2 separate regions of the Gossypium arboreum genome follow, and region 1 is linked to region 2. The links are chromatin contacts, called in public Hi-C maps. All regions are on one chromosome and are shown on one strand. The core of a region is the stretch at or near the end of the contact, and the rest is flanking DNA. Distances in the headings are between cores, read along the strand shown. Region 1 holds the start of LOC128289339. Region 2 has its middle 27 kb from the start of LOC108466699.

What was found. Hi-C and Micro-C count contacts between places; a contact is called where the count stands out from the background.
Region 1: a contact with region 2 is called in a Hi-C map of leaf, with 2.3 times the contacts expected there. The contact joins the promoter of LOC128289339 here to the enhancer-like site in region 2. A contact is called at or near these places in 2 of 5 Hi-C or Micro-C datasets (both in leaf).

The regions. Positions count from the first base shown.
Region 1 is chr2:86,628,900-86,632,478 of ASM2569848v2, reverse strand. LOC128289339 reads right to left here and starts at 1,922. Exons shown (of 1, transcript XM_053025051.1): 1 at 1,294-1,922. The coding sequence starts at 1,753. The coding sequence ends at 1,511.
Region 2 is chr2:86,331,185-86,334,753 of ASM2569848v2, reverse strand. No RefSeq gene overlaps it. Among protein-coding and RNA genes, the nearest start is that of LOC108466699, 27 kb to the right of the region's middle. Within about 2 kb of position 1,368, at least 1 of the 2 cell types and tissues checked has an H3K27ac peak or open chromatin away from gene starts, as enhancers often do. A contact at or near this core is called in leaf, where this site is marked.

The sequences.
Region 1 (3,579 bases), core at 673-3,172, 300 kb before region 2:
TAAACAGCTAGCCTTGCCCCATTGCCGAAGACAGGTTAGATGAAGGCATTGGAGGGACAAACTTTGAAGATCAACGCAGATGCCTCCTTCGTTGCAAGAGACCACGCATCGGGCATAGGCGTCATGACGGGCTGATCCTAGGCAGGTGCAGAAAGAGATTAGCTGAGATGATTGATGGTAGCATGGTGGAAAATGATGCCATCATTTGTTGGGCTAAAACTTGGTAGAGATCAAGGTTTTGATAATATTATAATTTAGTCTGATGCTTATTATATAATCTCCAACTTACTAGTTTCTGTGAGGAATTATCTTTACTGGGCCATATTCTTGGTGAAGCCATAGCTTGCTTTCACATTTGCCTATAAGCTTTTAAAGCATTTGTATTCACAATTTAGAAAATTGATATTTGGTATCATACCATAACATGTTTTTAAAAACTAAAGCAAAATATTATGTAATACTATAAATACTATTTTTATTATATTATTTAAATATTATATTATGTAATACCATAATGTTTAATTTAATTCAAAAATAATAAATTAACAAAATGTTTAATTTAATTCAAAAATAATAAATTAACAAAATTATTAGAAACAACTTATAACATCATTAATTTTTAAATATTATATTTAAATTTATTTTTTATTTTATTGATACATACCATTAAGTTGTGAATTGCACGGGTTGACCGCTTAGGTAATAGGGTGATGCATTGTGTTAGTCTTGAGGCTTAGTGGCTCACTTGACACTCTTTGGTTGAATTACCCCTTCAAATATCCATGATGTTGTAATGGTCGATACTTAACTTCATTGTACTTAAAACATATTTTGTCATAGAAAAATTGAAAATGCATGTGTTAAGCACATAATCATGTTGACATAGTGTACAAGGATGCTTATAAGAGTGTTTTAAGAGTTGTGCTATCTATAATCGGTGTAGTGACCTGATTATAGATGTCATGATAGATCTCATAAAGAGGCTGAAGATCCAAGGAGAACCACCACGAGTTTCTTATGGTATGGAAACGGTAATTACAGTTTGCTCCTTCTTTGGCACTTGGTTCTGTTTCTTGTTGTTATCAACCCCACACATCAAATCTTTTCCTTTCGGTTTAAGTAATTGACTTGTTTTACCTGGTGGTTAGATTTGGTGCATCCGTTGCGGTGTCTGCCCTATATATTTTTTTATGTTTGAGTAGGAAAAGAGGAGTGGGTACCAAAAACAGAGAGGTGATTTGCTATAAACCAAACTGTGTTCCAGAAACAGAGGGAGCTTAGCTGGTTTAAATGTTTAATTCAAACAAGAAGACCTTTTAAGTTATTAATTAATATAGGGGAGAAACAGAGGAAGTGTTTTCTCCATAAACATATCTACAACAGATAGATCCATAAACAGGGGCGTGATTAAAAAAGAAAAGAAAAATCCAATCTAATCCTAAAAAGCTGTTGGTGGGTATGAAAGTAACTATTTCCTCTTACTTTTGCTTCTACAAGGTGATGGAAGTTTCTAGGAATGGCCAACAGCTATAGGTCTTTCAGCTAATCCGAGAGGGGAACGGGAGCGTTGCCTGGTGATCTCCCGAAGCACTCGTCTCATATCAGCTTGTTGCAATGACGGGTGCTTGATCTTCTCAAACTCTCGCTTTATCTTCATCACTTGGCTATGAATTGGGATTCCTTTATATCCATCTTCATCTCTTATAGCTGCTTTGTTGTTGTTGTTTTCATGGTTGATCTTCTTTTGCTCCATATTTGTAAACCTAATTCGCACCCTCTCTCTTTTTTTTTTTGTTTTTTTTTATTTGGCAGATTTGCAAGTTGCAAATGCTGCTGCCTCACGCCCAAGGCCTTGTAGTTGTATACCTGTTTTTTTTTTTTTTTTTTTTTGGGAGGGGGGAGAGTTTGAAGGGTTTATATATAGGATGATAATACTGAAAATGACATGATTTCTTCATGAATAGCGAGGAAAAGGAAGCTGTTTGGCAAAGGGTATGTAATTTTCGACACTTTTTTGTTTTTATTTAAAATGAGTATAGAAGTCTCTTTTCAATACTTAATTTTGTTAGCTTCCCCAAACTACCCCTTTTAGAAGACGTGATTGTTTTTATTATTATTATTTGTTTCAATGACTTGCGGGATAAGTAGGATCGTATACGGTTGATTTCGAATTTTGATACGGTAATTGTGAATGATTGTATATAGATTGTATAAATTAATTTGAATTTGAATTTTTATTTGATTAAATGTGTAATTGGAGATATAAATTAAAATTATAAAAATAAAATTTTAATTATAATTCAAACATATATACATACGAATACGATATTTTAATTTAATTATATAAATTAAAATAAATATTTATATTTAATTTTATGCTAGATATATAAAATTATTTTTGTATATAATATGTAAACATTAAATATTATTATATTAATAGTAATAATAATTTTAAATTTAGTGACAAGAATATTTGTGTTGTAACATTATAATTTAAATATTTTTACATCAATTATTAAAAAAATAATAATAATAATTTGTGAGAATTAAATTAAATAAAATTATATATCTAAAATTCACATATCAAAATTTAGGCAGTTAATATTATAGCGATGGGACCATCGTACCATAATTAGACTAATGGCTATAAAGCTTAACGTAACTTGGGTACTTGATGTAACAAAGATTAGGCAAATGGATATTTGGGACGTTAAAGGTAAAGGTAAAAAACATGGCATATTACCTACACTCCATCATTGCTTATTCAGCAGCCTTAATTCAAAAAGCTAAATGTAACGTTGATTTTTCATTTTCTAATTAAATTAAAGGTTGTTATAAGATAGGGTCCCCCATTCCATCTTAATCTTAAATTAATTGGGACAACACCCAAATTTTCCACATTCAAAGCCACGACAGAGCTGTCCTGTCCAAAGCCAAACGCTCTTCCACGCGGCATTCACTCAATATCTGACGAAAATGACTCCATGAGAGGAAGTTTGGCTTTCATCTTTATCACGTTTGTTTCATTTTACATTAATAGTAAGATTGGAGGTTTAGAATTTTTTTGCCATTAATATGATCAAAACAGGTAAAATCATTCAAGTTAATTTTTATAATTAATTTATACCAAGATTTAAAATTCCTTTATCATTAAGTTAACATTTATTTTTATTTTTTAAAAAATTAGAGATAAAGGGTACGAGTTGTTTATTAATTATTGATATCAATGAGATTTAAATTCGAGTTTTAACGCCAGCAGCTACTCGTTGCGTGAAGCATGAGTATGCCAAGTGGCGTTTCAGGATTTGCTTCGTCTATAACTAATAAATATCCACTTCAGATAAAAACAGAAAAGAGCAATTTTTCTCTTGGAGTTTTGAAACCCTCAATTAAGTTTTTATTTTTATCCGTCTGTTTTTTGCAAGATTTCAAAATTTTAGAGTTTAATAAATTTAAAGGAAAATAAAAGATTTGACTTAAAATTCTGGTAAAATAATTTTAAAATCAATTAAGTTGTTAATCAAAATTTATAATCACTTAATTCCTTAATACAAAATTAATTAATCAATCATAAATCTT
Region 2 (3,569 bases), core at 119-2,618:
GTTAACTTTGCAATTCAATTTTCGATAACGATTGAAGCAGTCTGCTTCTCTATATTTCCCCATGTAGAAAATAAATAATTTTCAGACATCTCCACTTCTAATATGGGAATAAATATATAGTTTAAGGAGTTGTTCGAACATGAGGAGACACTTCAGAATTCAGATATAAGAAAGTTAAGGTCCAATATAGTTAGCTATTTAAATAATGGAATGAACATGGTGATCAAAATTAGAGACCTGAGAGCCTACTCGAAAAATAAGAGGATTTAAGTAAAAATATAGGCCTGAAAAATAGGCTTAGATAAAAAAAAATAAGGTCCACTACAGATAGCTATTTAAACATCGGAATGAACATGGTGATCAAAATATACAACCTAAGGAGTTGTTCGAACATTAGAAGACATTTCAGATATAGAAAAGCTAAGGTTGCAACAATTTTATTAACAAAATCATGAAAATTTAAAACTCATAATATTAGCATTTAGTTTTCATCAAATGAACCTTAAGCTTGAATACCACCCCTGACCTAAACAAGATTGGTCTAACACTATAAAACGAATGATGGCACCTATGATTATACCAAAAAAAATCAAATCAACCTTAAACCTGAATTAAACACTAAAAAGCAAGGGAGTCAATATCAAACTTGTAGACGTATCGTTTTTCTACTAGTATTGGTACATATTGGTATCGATCTATTTCGGTGTATCATTTTAAATTTATCGCAAATTTTAAAAAAAATTGATTTATGTACATAAAATATTTACAAATATCTAATAGCAAATAAATCTCAAATATAAATACTCATCAATTATATAAAATACTTTTTAATAATCTTCACAAATACATTTATCATTAAACAAACTCAAAACCAACAACAATCTATAAATTAAATAATAAAATCATCCCATACTTACTATGCATATAGCAATTAATCATTCAACAATATCTTAAATTTCATTTTTTTTACTGGTTAATATACCATATTCCAGCCAGTATAAACGATATCAACCAATATACACTAATATAGTCAATACCTACCAAAATGTACGCCAGAATGGACATTAAAATTTGTTTTTCCAATTTATCACCAGAACAGAATATTTTGACTAACATGGGCCGTACTGAAATGAAATTAACTATTGAAAAAAAAAATAACATCGTTCACCTTTTGGAATTAAAATATATAAATTTTACCACATTGAAAAAAACCACCACCACTTAAAAAAGTATGAAACCCAAATATTAAATAAAATATTAAGCCTTTTATTTATATAGTATAATTTTATTAGGTATAGTTAAAACTGTCTAAAGAAAAAACCCGAATCCAATAGCCACAGCCCAAACCACTTCAGCTGTTCCGCCGGGACTTGTCTTAGTTGATAAATGAAATAAGAAACCCAAAATTTCGCCCGCATATTACTTTGGGTTTTATTTGGCCCAAAATACGGCCATGAATTGCATGAAAATTTTTTAAAAAAAGAGAGGCTTTGATGAGACGTAAGTGATTTAATCTTACAAAAGAAATTCCAAAATTAAGGAATAATAATAAAAGCATGAAAGTATTAAATAGATTTCTCCAATTAAAACAGTAATTTATATTTATAAATATTATTAGTATATATTTTCAAAAATTATAATCATAATCAATATAATTATCTATAAACTCTTCCCCCATTTAACCAAGGCTTCCTCTACACTTTTGCATTAAAAAGAAAAACTTCCATTAGTCAGGTCCTCATTAACAAAATGAAGTTGAAACTAATTGTGAACAGAGAACCCTAACACTTTCTTCACTTCATTTTCTTATCTCTAGAACGTCAACCTAACTTAGTTAGCCAAGTTGACTAAAACGTTTGAACTTGGATGAAAATGAAATATCCAGAATACATTACATGTACGGTCGGCATGTGAACCCATTGCTCCATTTCTAGAAATTTAGAAGAGTCTTCTCCACTAATCAATTTCAATTTTAATTTTCATTTTCAACCAAACCAGTGTGAAACGAAATGATGTATTACATTTTAATTAATGTTACAGTTATATTCATAGAATTATTTTAGTTTATTTTTTTAATACAAATAAAAGAGAAGTTGCTACTCGTATAATTTCAGATTTTGATTTTGATAATTACGAACCAAATGTTTGGTTTTTTTTTTTTTTCCCTCTTTCGCTTTTCTATTATTTTAAACAATCGCCAAAAACTTCCCTTTACCGAAAACATATCAAGAAAATGAGTTTTTCATGTCTTTCACATATTTTTCTCCAACAATCTACAATGGTGTTCATTCTCTTAAACATACAAAAGGCCAAAATTGTAAACTCCAACCAATTCATCCCTACAGAACCCATCTAGGTTCAAGTAGTTATAGTACCAAAATTAATAAAAGGTAACTTCTTGATTGTGAGTGGTGTGGATATGTTACTCCGCGTGTGAATAATACATTTCAGCCAAGGGAGGGATGAAAGGTTTAGATCAAGCTTTGTTTAGATTAATAGGTCAATTTAGTAGATTGAAAAACATTTAGAGGTTAAAGTTTTAGGTTTAGGTTTAGACATTCTATATTTACTTAAAGGTGAAGCATTCATTGAGATATTTATTTCATTTTCCTTTTGTCCCTACTAGTAATTAGCCATTGTTGAGTTATCAAAGCAAAGTTTCTTTTAAGGAGCTTAGAACATGAAATTGAGTAGGTAAAACACTACACAAGCCACCACTTTAATTAAAATTTCTTTACCTTATGTAGAATGTTTTCTTCTTCCAGTTCTTCTACTTTGTAAGCACTTATCTCTTATATTTTCTATTGAGATTGATGTTTGATTGCTTCTATAAGTTTATTAATAAATGAAAAAGTTTTGGTTTTCACTTTGTTCCAACTTTGATATTTGAACTATTGTAGGAACATATAATTTAGTTGATTACAAAATAAATTGTTCTAAGTTCTGTTAAAGTAAAGAATGGGACAGAATAAATTATGATAGAACAATTTTAAAATAAAGTGAAGCAAAGAGAAAAGTAAGGAGAAAATAATATGTAATATTTGTTAACGCAATTCGAATTCTTTAATATGTGAAGCCTTGCTTAGAGAATATTTTATTCCATAATTCGTCCAAATCAACTATTAGCTAAAGTCCAAACTACCCTTACACCAATGAATATTTGCAGCCCCAATATTAAACTCAAATGGTTACAAACCACTCTCCCAAAATCTCCCCACATACAAACAATAAAACTCTCTCCAATAAATACCTAAAATAGTGTCACTAATTTACCCAATTAAAATAGCAAAATACAAAAACTAAAGACACTCAACAAACTGTCCAACAATATCCCCATCGAGCTGCAGGCAATGAACAGCATGATCTGCAGCCACAAGATAAAGCTTTATCCCTTTAGTCAAATGCTGAAATTATTTGCACAAATTCTCTAATAAATAATCTCATTAATCCATCATTAAAACAACCTCATATCACTTAAAAGATAAGGATAAAGATAGTCTCTCTAAGCACTTCAAACTTCTCCTAGGCTATCAAATGGATGAGGATAATTAATTTATTTTGTAGGACAA